4 separate regions of the Mus musculus genome follow, and all the other regions are linked to region 3. The links are chromatin contacts, called in public promoter capture Hi-C maps. All regions are on one chromosome and are shown on one strand. Each heading gives the region's core, a stretch centred on a gene start, on an enhancer-like site or on the middle of the called end of the contact. The rest is flanking DNA. Distances are from core to core; before and after follow the strand shown. Region 1 holds the start of Zc3h6 (zinc finger CCCH type containing 6). Region 2 holds the start of Chchd5 (coiled-coil-helix-coiled-coil-helix domain containing 5). Region 3 holds the start of Mtln (mitoregulin). Region 4 holds the start of Ttl (tubulin tyrosine ligase).

Region 1 (2,700 bases), core at 133-2,632, 1.2 Mb after region 3:
CCTTGTGGCTTGAGTTGGCCTAGATAGCCAACAATTGGACCTTCCAAGTGTGTCAGTATGTTAATTTTGTCTGGAGGCAACATTTCAAAAGTTGTTTTTCTGAGTAAGCTAATGCCCAGAATTTATTTTGGTGTGCGTTTAAACTTCCAAACGAATTTGAAAACAGCAATACTCAAATGTGTACCAGTTCAAAGATTTTCTTTTTATTAAAAAAAAAAATCAAATTCAAATCCTAAATCATTATTTTAATGTCTAAGCAGAAAATGCAGTTGTGAAGAGCAGCTGTTACACCTCAAAAGCCTTTCACTGTTCCTAGTAAAACGATTAAATGAAGAGGCTTTACATTTTAGTTCCAAAAACTAATAATATTGCTTCTCTAGTTAAAACAGATGTGCCTTTTGAAAGTTTCCTATAATGGGCCGTGAAGATCTGTCAGGGTTCAAGTCTTGTCAATAGCTGCATTCAACTAAATAACTTTTTTTCTCTTTTCACATTTATCTAATCGCAATTGCTCTTTGAATGCACGTTATTTACACATCAAAGACAAAAGACGTCGTGTATTTAGAAATATTGGACATTTAAGCTTATCATTTTAATAAAAAAAATTAACTTTCCTTCAGAACTAAGTATACATTACTCATCATTTCAAGACTATTTCTGAAGGATATGGAAATACGTCTGAAGGCCATGGACATACGAAGAAATGAAGTCTTGTTCTTATGAAATACTCGAATGAATTCCACATCTAAACCGCTAACAGACACAAGATCATGTTTTAATTACCTCAATAGCTATTTTTAATCGTCAAGTAAGGACTGGGTGAATTTAGTATCAGAAAAAGTTGCATGGCAGGCAGTCTTCCTTACACTACGGAGACATAACAGCTACAAGTTTAAGGGCTTAAGGATGATTCCGAGTTCTTTCGGCAACAAAGAAAGCTTTTCTTTCTTTCTTTCTTTTTAACAAAGAAAACCGCCAGTCCTGGGTTCCTTTCTTTGTCGCGCAGTTAACGGTGGCGGGGTGGAGGGGGACAGTGTGATGAGTCCGGAACTCCAAAGCCTTAGACGACGAGTCTCGCAGGAACATCGAGAAATGGGCACAGAGGACCTGGTGGACACAGCAGGCCTGGCGGGGTGACCTGCCCCGCCCGATATAACTCCACGCGCCACCGAACCGCATCCCTGGCCTCACACCCATCAGATTGCTGCCTCCGCTGCCGCAGCGAGCGTATTAAAGGCCCGCCCCTGGAAGTGATTGACGGGCAGTTTCCTCCAATGGCTAGTGCGCTCGGCACCGGCGGGCTGGGAGAGGGCCGCGGCTCGCGGAGGAATTCCACTTGCCCTTTAGTCCCGGGCAAGGTGTTGCGGCCGGCGCCATTTTCTGAGCCGCCTGTTTCGGGTGCCGCCATGTTGGTGAGGAGAAATCACCGTTACGGCCACTGTCCAAATCCCCGCGTCGCTGCACGCCGCCCGCCGGCTCCCACGCCTCAGCCTCCGGCGGCGAATACAGACTAGAGCGGCAGCGCCGGCAGCGCGGGGCCGTTGCCCAGTCTTTGCAGTTAGAGCCCCATCTCTCTGGCGTTGGTTGTTAATAGACTGGAAAGTCTGTGTCTGTGTCGCTCACTAGTAACCGTGAGTTTTTACCACTTCGTCACCTGTCGGCGGCGGCCGGGGACAGGGTTGCCCGCAGGCGGCGCAGGGGTCCTCCCCGCGCCCCGCTGCCGCCGCCACCGCCGCCGCCGGCCTCCAGACCTGCCCTCCAGCCCCGCCCCGTTCTTGACCAAACATGACAGACTCTGAACATGCAGGGCACGACAGGTCGGGAACCCTTCTTGTCTGTCTTTCTGTCGGATGAGAGGAGGGGTCGGGGCGGCGGGAGCGGGCCGGGGCCGGGCGCCTCCTGCATGACTTAGACGTCTCTGTGTGGCTCCATCGGTTCCGTGACGCGCACCTTCGTCCACCGCCGCTGCCTGCCGGCCGCCGCGGGGGAGGCCGAAGCGGCCGCGCCCGCCTCCCGGAGCCGGGGTCGCCGTCGCTCTCGCCGCCCCGCCCCCGCCGGGCACGTGCGAGCCCCCCGCCCCTGGCCCGGCTCAGTCGTCGGCGCCACGCGGGCGGCGGCGCGGCTGCGGCCGCTGCCCGCCAGGCCAGTGACCGGCGTTGGCAGCCCCGTTGGAACCGGCCCCAAAAGCTCAGTAGTAGGCCTAGTGGATGTTTGCCTCCGACCCGAGTCTACCTCTGAAAATAAACATGTTTAGTTTTTTTTTTTTTTTTTTTTTTTTTTTTTTTGGAGGGGGTTGGGGAGTCTCTTTCCCTCCCATCCCCCACTCCCAGGCCATGTGTCTGCCGCAGTCCTATAACCTCCAGGAAAGTGAAATGGCAGTTTTTCATATTAAATACGTTAACACAAGTAGACTGCAGAGTTTTAGCTTTACCTGATTTCCTAGGTGCTAAATAAATATTTGACTATTTAGCTGAGATTCTCATTTTCCAGTTTTAGTTTTGTTGTGCTCTGAGAGGCACATTCTTAGCACCATTCAAAGGTTTGGTGGCATTTACAGAATATACTCTTGACATTGATAAACAAATTTTTAAAGGTGTCAGAGGAGGACTTTTATTAAAACTCCTGGTGCCAAATCTCATTCAGCTGATTCCTACTTAGAATATTGACTTGAAAGTGGACATCCTCACATTGCTTTGTGAA
Region 2 (2,700 bases), core at 13-2,512, 1.3 Mb after region 3:
AAAAACCTGCAGAAAAGGCATGGTAGGGCAGACTTGGAATCCCAGTGTTGGGATGAGGAGACAGCTCCTGGATGTTCACTGGTGGGTTTTAAGGTTCAGTGACACCCTGTCTCCAAAAAGCTTCAGGTGTCAAGCAATAGAGGAAGCCACCTGCCGCCAGCCTCTGCCTGCACACATGTACATCACACACATGTCCCTAGTTTCCTTTTCCTGCTCCCTCTTAGCGGCTACTGACATTTACAGCGTGCCTGTCCTGGTGTTTTCTCTCAGACCAATAACATTGCCCTTGATTGTCCTAAATGAGTACCTTTTAAAGTTCTTTCATTAATGAGCTCCCCAGAAGGGAACCCCAGTAACAGAAGCACTCTTGAGACCTGCATTTCTCAGATCCGCTTCACTTCAAACCTTAGGGTTATCTAGTTCTCTCCATTCCATTCTTAATGACTCTTTTGACAGCAACCAGACAAAAGGAAACTAGAAGTGTGGAGTGTCAAGTTTCCCAAAAATGAAAGTGTCACTGTATATTATGAAGGCCAAAGCAGTCGTTCTCATTTTACAACTGCGTGCTAAGGTAATCACCTTACCGCTCATTTTCTCTAGCTTAGGCCTCTCCATATGAGGAATATTTAGCCTTACAGGGAAATGAACTTCCAGGTCTAGCCCTATAATCTGAAGGCAAATGTGGAGAGGGTGCAAACACCACCTAAGGAAATTACAAAGAAAATAATTTGTGCACGATTGCAAGGAGCAAGCAATAAAACCCACTCTCATCCTGCCTTTACCACCTATGGCAGGAAAAGGACATGTCTGAGTGAATAATCGGATGGGAAGCCCAATGTGGCGTTTAAGATCATTCCTTTCCGTCAAGTTGGAACTAAAGTCAGGAGGAGAATACGCAGTGGCGGAAAGCCACTGGTAGCTCAGCCTGAGAGGGCAATCCCCGTGTTCCTAAACTAGCAGCGGCGGGCACAGCTGCCGCCTCAGCCGCAGCGTGTGCCGAGCCATAGTCACGCGGGCCGGTGGCCTCAACTCCAGCCGGGAAAGTGGCAGCGCGAGCGGCTGTAGATCTGACCTACAGGGAACCAGCTCTGGTGCTCTGTGCCTGGCTGCTCGATCACGGCCGAAGTCCTGCTTCCGGTGATCACTAAACGCGACCACCACAAGCCGGAAGTAAATAAACTAAAATAGCTGACGGACCGGAAGTAGTTACAGGGGCCTCCTCCCGGATAGGCAGTGAGGCGGAAAGCAAAGCAGGACACAGCCATGAAGGTTGGACCAATGTGGGATGAGTGGCAGGGACGCTCGACGACCGGAAGAGTGAGGCCAGGAGGTCTGGGTTGGGCGCCGCCATAACAACCTGATACCGGAAAAGGCGGGTCTCTTCTCCCTGACTGATCGGCGCTTGAATTCGCCTGGAGATGTGAGTTACAACTCCCTATAACTCTAGATCATGCTTGTCAGACTGCACGGTCCCCAACGGGAAATGACTGAATTCAAGACTCCAGGCCTGCTTCACAATAGCCAGACTTTTTGTCTTAGGACTTCCACGATCTCCCGGGAAATCCCACCTTGTTCCACAACGCGCAGGGATCGGCGCTTATTTCTGCCCCTCGTTGGTTGTCCCTATCACAGGATCTTTACACCCCCCACCCCCAATCCAGACTAGTCCAATCACAGATCAAAATCAGAACTCTTTCTTGCCTTCTCTTGAGATTATCTTCAGTTTACCCTGTCCCACAGGCAGGCAGCCCTGGAAGTCACTGCTCGATACTGCAGCCGAGAGCTGGATCAGTATGGCCAATGTGTGGCAGCCAAGCCAGAGTCGTGGCATCGAGATTGTCACCACCTTAAGATGAGCATTGCTCGCTGCACGTCCTCCCAGTGAGTGTACAACTGGGGGCTAGAGGGTGCCAGGCAGTAGGGTTTGAATGCTTCAGGGTCTAAAATGCCCTACCCCCCACAGCCCGATCATCCGCCAGATCCGCCAGGCCTGTGCTGAGCCCTTTGAAGCCTTTGAGAAGTGTCTTCGCTTGAATGAGGCAGCAGTGGGCAACTGTGCTGAACACATGCGCCGCTTCCTGCAGTGTGCAGAGCAGGTGCAGCCACCAAGTTCACCCACAACTGGAGAGGTAAAGGAGGCTAACTTGATCGTAGCTTTTTCCTTTCACAACTCCCTTCATTTTCTAGTTTAAATACCTTCCAGAACCAGTCCCAGCCCCATTCCCATACATGGCCTTGGCTATGCATCCAAGAATCTAAAAACCATGGTTCTCTGTCCCCGAGTGGACATGCCTCTGCTTGTCACCACCTTTCACACTCCCCTCTGCCAGGGCACCTGCCCCAGCCTTTCCCCGGCTTGCCAGACCCTCTGTGTTCCATATAATGACCTGGATTCTAGTAATGATAATCCCTTGCTTAAAACTCTCTGGTGGCCACCAATTCACACTGGAACAAAGTCCCTGATTCTTACTGGATCCTGTGTTCTTCCTTTCCTCAGCCACTGTGTCCCCTTCACTACTTTCCAGCTGTGCTGGTAGGGGTGAGGGGGTGAGGTGGAGGGGTGCACAGAAAAGGATCTTGCTAATGTATACAATACATAAATACATATACAATATGTCTGAAATACTAAACTGTTATTGATGTAGCCATTAGGAAAAAGTCTTTAAAATGTTCTGGATTTGGCAGAAATGGAGGAAAGCG
Region 3 (2,700 bases), core at 163-2,662:
ACACAACTGCCCACCGCCACCACCCACAGGCAGATAAGAACCCTATTCTACCTCAAAGATCTTCACCTAGTTCTCAGTGAGGAATGCTGACTAGAAAGCTTCAGCCAACTAAAGCCCAGACAGGATGGCTCTCTGAAAACTGGCGTTTCAGCCCTTGCTGGATTCATAGAATAAGATCTAAGTCACATATAAGGCTCAATAATCCTAGGAAAATGGGCCATGGTGTTTCCCTGGAGAACAAACTGATTTTCTTAAAAATGTAGACAATGCGTCAGAAATACATCTTATAAATAACCAAGGCTTTGGTCACTTGATAGGACTGGCATTTATCTTTAAGCTTACTCAACAGTTTCTCTTTCACATATATATTCCGTTATATCACATGCATTATTTTTTTTAATTTTAGTTTTTTTACTCTCTACATTCTTCAAAGTGCAAATATCTTGCATTTGTAATGCTTAATTCAGGCATTTGACACAGCTCCTAGGTTTTCTGAATATGTCTAGAAAAATGACTCATAATGGTCCGTTGATCAGATCTGCCTCCAGGCTGTACCAAGGTGAGATTCCATCAGAAAGTCTCTGCTTTCAGGCTCCAAATCTCTTACTGCAGCAAACTGAATGGTAGGCAAAAATACTGCTTTCTTTTGTGAGGAGGAAAAAGATTCAAAGATGTTTAATTTTTTATTTTAAAAATAGATTCATAAAGTGCAAGAAATTATTTCTCTCCAGTGCTTTTTATTTTCATCTTCGACAAGCTGTTGAAAAACAGTAAGAAAAAAAAATCAGTAACACAGTAGTATCTTTAACTTCAAATTTCTGTACTGTGATCGCAAACCATGAACTAAGAGAAGAAAACTATAGGACTGAAGAATAACTATGATGAAACGCAAAGCTCCTGCCATCCACGTTAAAAAGCCACTGTGGACCCTATGAATGTGGAGGCTGGGCGTGAAATGACTCCCTCCCCCATTTCGAAGTTAAATGTTAAGGTGTAACTGCATCGCACGTGGTAAAACATTCCCATTAAATACCCTCAGCAAACTGAGCTGTTAATACCTGAAAGTAAGTTGTTAGAGAAGACAAAACTATTTTCTTTCTGAAGCAAGCCATGTTCTTGCAAGCCGTGCAAGGACGACTCCTGGGTCGCGCGGCTCCCACGATCCGGGCTGCGTTGGGCTTAGGGAGTGAGAACCCGGCGGACTCGGGCTGCAGCGCGTGCTCAGGCCAGGTCCAGCTTTTTCTGAGTCGTTGCCAGCTTGTCCTGCAGCCTCCGCTTCCTCCAGTCTAGGTAACGCCTCCGCAGCCGATTCGCTTGCCAGCCCAGGACCACTCCAGAGGCGAAAGCCACTAGCACGGACACCTGCAGCGTCCTCTCAGACACGTCCGCCATTGCAACCACTCAGCACAAAGTAGAGTGAGCTACGGATTGGCGCAAGGATCAGATGCCACAGCGCTCGCTTGAGGCCCGCTCTGAGTCTGCGCGAGGAAAGGACAGGAAAGGAAGCAGAGTTCCCTGACTCTTAGATCAGGAGTCTTAACTGTGATGTGAGATGGTCTTGGTTTCTGATGGGCTCCGCGTTTCTTCTACATTTCTTGTTTGACATTAGTCAGATATTCACTTGCATCATACCCGAAGTGTTATCTACTATTGTTCGTTTTTGTTTTGTTTTGTTTCTTTCTTTTTGGTTTTTCGAGACAGGGTTTCTCTGTATAGCCCTGGCTGTCCTGGAACTCACTTTGTAGACCAGGCTGGCCTCGAACTCAGAAATCCGCCTGCCTCTGCCTCCCAAGTGCTGGAACGCCTGCGCCACCACGCCCGGCTTTGTTCGTTTTTCTTATCTAAGCTTTCTGGTAACTCGATTTTAAAATAAACAAATAGAGAAAAAAACTTAATAACACTTAAAAAGAACAAATTTAGATGAAATGGTCTTTAATACGTTTTCTCTTACCCCAGTATACAGGGTATTTTAATATATAATCTTCCAAGTTACTAGTGTCAATGCAATAGCCACAGCTCTCATCAATGGAATAAAAAGTGGACATTGTCAGACCAATGACCTTTAAGTACTTAAAAAAGAGAAGCAGCAGCGGTCGCCATCTTGGTCTGAGACCCGCCGAACTTAGGAAATTAGTCTGAACAGGTGAGAGGGTGCGCCAGAGAACCTGACAGCTTCTAGAACAGGCGGAAGCACAGAGGCGCTGAGGCAGCACCCTGTGTGGGCCGGGGACAGCCGGCCACCTTCCGGACCGGAGGACAGGTGCCCACCCGGCTGGGGAGGCGACCTAAGCCACAGCAGCAGCGGTCGCCATCTTGGTCCGGGACCCGCCGAACTTAGGAAATTAGTCTGAACAGGTGAGAGGGTGCGCCAGAGAACCTGACAGCTTCTAGAACAGGCGGAAGCACAGAGGCGCTGAGGCAGCACCCTTTGTGGGCCGGGGACAGCCGGCCACCGTCCGGACCGGAGGACAGGTGCCCGCCCGGCTGGGGAGGCGGCCTAAGCCACAGCAGCAGCGGTCGCCATCTTGGTCCGGGACCCGCCGAACTTAGGAAATTAGTCTGAACAGGTGAGAGGGTGCGCCAGAGAACCTGACAGCCTCTGGAACAGGCAGAAGCACAGAGGGGCTGAGGCAGCACCCTGTGTGGGCCGGGGACAGCCAGCCACCTTCCGGACCGGAGGACAGGTGCCCGCCCGGCTGG
Region 4 (2,700 bases), core at 109-2,608, 1.3 Mb after region 3:
TGTTTTGTTTTGGTTTGGTTTAGTTTTTCGAGACAGGGTTTCTCTGTATATAGTTCTGGCTGTCCTGGAACTCACTCTGTAGACCAGGCTGGCCTCGAACTCAGAAATCCGCCTGCCTCTGCCTCCCAAGTGCTGGGATTAAGGGCGTGCTCCACCATTGCCCAGCTAAGACTCTTTTCTTAAGAGTATACTTATTAATATCTGTAAAGAACTCTCTATCTGTAGATTCACTTTGTCCCATCTTGAGAGATACCCATGAAATGCACACAACCCAGAACTGATGTCTTCTGACCTAAGACGGGTGCTGATAGCTTCCAACAGAACAGCTAGGCACTGATGGCACCTAGTATCAGCCTCTGCTGATGGCAGCAGGCAATAAAAGCCAGAGCTGATGGCTCCTGGCTTAACATGGGCACTGATGGTACCCAACCAGGAACTGATGGCCCCAACTATCCGCCTCTACTGATGGCAGAAGACAATTTAACTGCACACTCCTTGTCCAATGGATTTGTAAGACCCAGTTAAGAGTCCTATCTGTGTCCACTTACCTTATTCAATGTCGCTGTTCGGGTGCCAAATTAGAACATTGGGAGCCTCCTGGCCCGGGCCAGGGGTAGCAGTGGAGTCACAGAGTAAGGACTCTGGTGATGGCTTTAACGTCTGAGGGTCTTGGGGCTTTCTAGCTCTCTAATTATACTGAAATGCTGATGATAACTTCTAAAAAGTCCTAAAAACTTTCTTGCTCTTTCTGAGGGCTTGCTTGCTGGCTTAGGCGATTAACACCTGTAGCCTATCAGGGGAGGATTAAGCAATACAGCCTTTGTTCTATCTCAGCAGGAATCTTTCCTAAAATGAGTCCCTCATAGCCTTGCTTAATGAGGGCTCACTGTCGCAGATTATATAATAATCCAAGGCAGGCTACTTCAGGATGATCACCTGCTAGTTATTAGCTTGTCCCATTATGGCTCCTGACATGTGTCCGATTTTACCGCACCCAGATCAAACCCAGAGCTCAGTGCTGGCTAAGCAAGCACTCTACCAACTGAGCTACACCCATGCCTGGATCTTTTGTTTCATCCACCAAATCTGATTTTGAACTTGGTGGAAGACCCAGACAGAGGGCGGAAAGGGATATTGGCGGGCTATGGCGCAGCTGGAATTATTTCCCTTGGTCTCTCCACCGCAGTTTGCTATTACTGCAGCCACACTTGAGACCCATGTCACCGGCCACACACTGAGTGGCGGGGCGGCCCTGGTGGGCCCTGCTTGGGAGCTCCTGCCGCCGCAACCCGCAGACCTGCCCTTAGCGCCGCGCGGAATCACGGTCGTGGGCGGGGCGCCGGCGGTGGGCGGGGCGCTGGGGGTGGGCGCGGCGTCCGGGTGGCGCTCGCCACTCGGGCGGTGGCGCGGGCGCCCAGGGCAGACACTAGGGTAATCCGGAGGCGCGGCCCTGGAATTAGACCGACAGCGGGGCTGAGGCTGAGGCTGGGGCAGTGTGCACGCGGGGCCGCCGTGCCCTGGACTCGTGTAGCGGCTGCGGGGCGCGCTGCCCTTCGCCATGTACACCTTCGTGGTGCGCGACGAGAATAGCAGCGTCTACGCCGAGGTCTCCCGGCTGCTGCTGGCCACCGGCTACTGGAAGAGGCTACGGCGAGACAACCCCAGGTTCAACCTGATGCTGGGGGAGAGGAACCGACTGCCCTTCGGGAGACTAGGTGAGCCCTTCCCTCGTGGCCGCTGCGCGCATGAATCGGAGAGCGAGCGCTTTTGTTTTTTAAGGTCATTAATCTTCCCTAGGCGCGAGCTCACCTTAGCAGATATAAAATGGGTCTAGCAAGACCTAAACCCGTAGCTGGATTTGGAACGGAGTCTGGGTGCGGTTGCCCTGTCTGCTGACAGTGACCTATACCCGCACTCAGGGTGTCGGCCTGGTTCCCCTGCTTCCCTGGGCCCGCATCAGTCATCTTGCAGCTTTCCGCCACTTAGGATTCAGCTCTGTGTGGTGTGGGCGTGGAAGGGGAGTTGAAACCGCCGAGGCTTGGGTTACCCGGAGGCCAAGATGAACCGGCAGGGAATTTGGAGAAAACTCACTGACTTACCCAAAGCAGGAGCTTCCAGGGAAGCTGGAGCGTGGGGAGCTGTTCCATTTCAGACCTTTCCTTTAGCTGCACCAAAAGTTTACATTTGCAGCTGCATTTAGTGATGTTTTCTTACACGATCTTGGGTGACTTTTGCTCTCCTCATCCACATGTGCGAAACTGGCTTGGTACCATTCTATTCGCGTACTCTCATGTAGGAAGGGACAGCAACTCCCTTTTAAATGACGTAATCTTGAAGTTGTCCTAATGGGTTCAACTAGCATCCCACAGACTTGAACCTGGTCTCATGGTCCCTTCACTACATAGTCATCTGGGGAGGGCTTGCCTCTCTCTGGGTGTCTGGTTCTTTTCCAGAATTTCACTTGGGGGTGGGATCATTTGTATTTCAAGGACAGAAGAGGAGGGGGGCATCTCTACCTTAGCAAACACCCCAGAAAGTAGTGTCCCGTGTCCTGAAGAGGAGAGGTTTTTTTCAGACATAGGTGTGGTCAGCGGTGGATGAGGCTAAACGGAAAGCAGTTTGTTTGGAACTAACAGGCAATTTGGCAAGCTTGCATAGGGCACTTGGGTGACATTATAGCCACAGCAAGCTATGATGGCT

The links. Promoter capture Hi-C pulls out the DNA fragments that hold promoters and counts their contacts.
Region 1: a contact with region 3 is called in a promoter capture Hi-C map of hippocampal neurons, with 3 times the contacts expected there. The contact joins the promoter of Zc3h6 here to the promoter of Mtln in region 3. A contact is called at or near these places in 5 of 39 promoter capture datasets (the C10 cell line, cranial neural crest, frontonasal cranial neural crest and 2 more).
Region 2: a promoter capture Hi-C map of pre-B cells shows a contact between it and region 3, with 3 times the contacts expected there. The contact joins the promoter of Chchd5 here to the promoter of Mtln in region 3. A contact is called at or near these places in 3 of 39 promoter capture datasets (cranial neural crest, hippocampal neurons and pre-B cells), 1 of 484 Hi-C or Micro-C datasets (pre-B cells) and 1 of 115 datasets of contacts at active chromatin or transcription factors (embryonic stem cells).
Region 4: a contact with region 3 is called in a promoter capture Hi-C map of pre-B cells, with 3 times the contacts expected there. The contact joins the promoter of Ttl here to the promoter of Mtln in region 3. A contact is called at or near these places in 3 of 39 promoter capture datasets (the C10 cell line, liver and pre-B cells).

The regions. Positions count from the first base shown.
Region 1 is chr2:128,966,020-128,968,719 of GRCm38.p6, forward strand. Zc3h6 (zinc finger CCCH type containing 6) reads left to right here and starts at 1,383. Exons shown (of 12, transcript NM_178404.3): 1 at 1,383-1,817. The coding sequence starts at 1,786.
Region 2 is chr2:129,128,438-129,131,137 of GRCm38.p6, forward strand. Chchd5 (coiled-coil-helix-coiled-coil-helix domain containing 5) reads left to right here and starts at 1,263. Exons shown (of 4, transcript NM_025395.3): 1 at 1,263-1,420; 2 at 1,741-1,881; 3 at 1,964-2,129. The coding sequence starts at 1,419.
Region 3 is chr2:127,791,076-127,793,775 of GRCm38.p6, forward strand. It overlaps Mtln (mitoregulin), which reads right to left and starts at 1,413. Exons shown (of 2, transcript NM_001384135.1): 1 at 1,059-1,413; 2 at 307-757. The coding sequence starts at 1,392. The coding sequence ends at 1,222.
Region 4 is chr2:129,064,589-129,067,288 of GRCm38.p6, forward strand. It overlaps Ttl (tubulin tyrosine ligase), which reads left to right and starts at 1,359. Exons shown (of 7, transcript NM_027192.2): 1 at 1,359-1,715. The coding sequence starts at 1,559. Vinac1 (vinculin/alpha-catenin family member 1) reads right to left here and starts at 1,321. Exons shown (of 11, transcript NM_001370941.1): 1 at 549-1,321.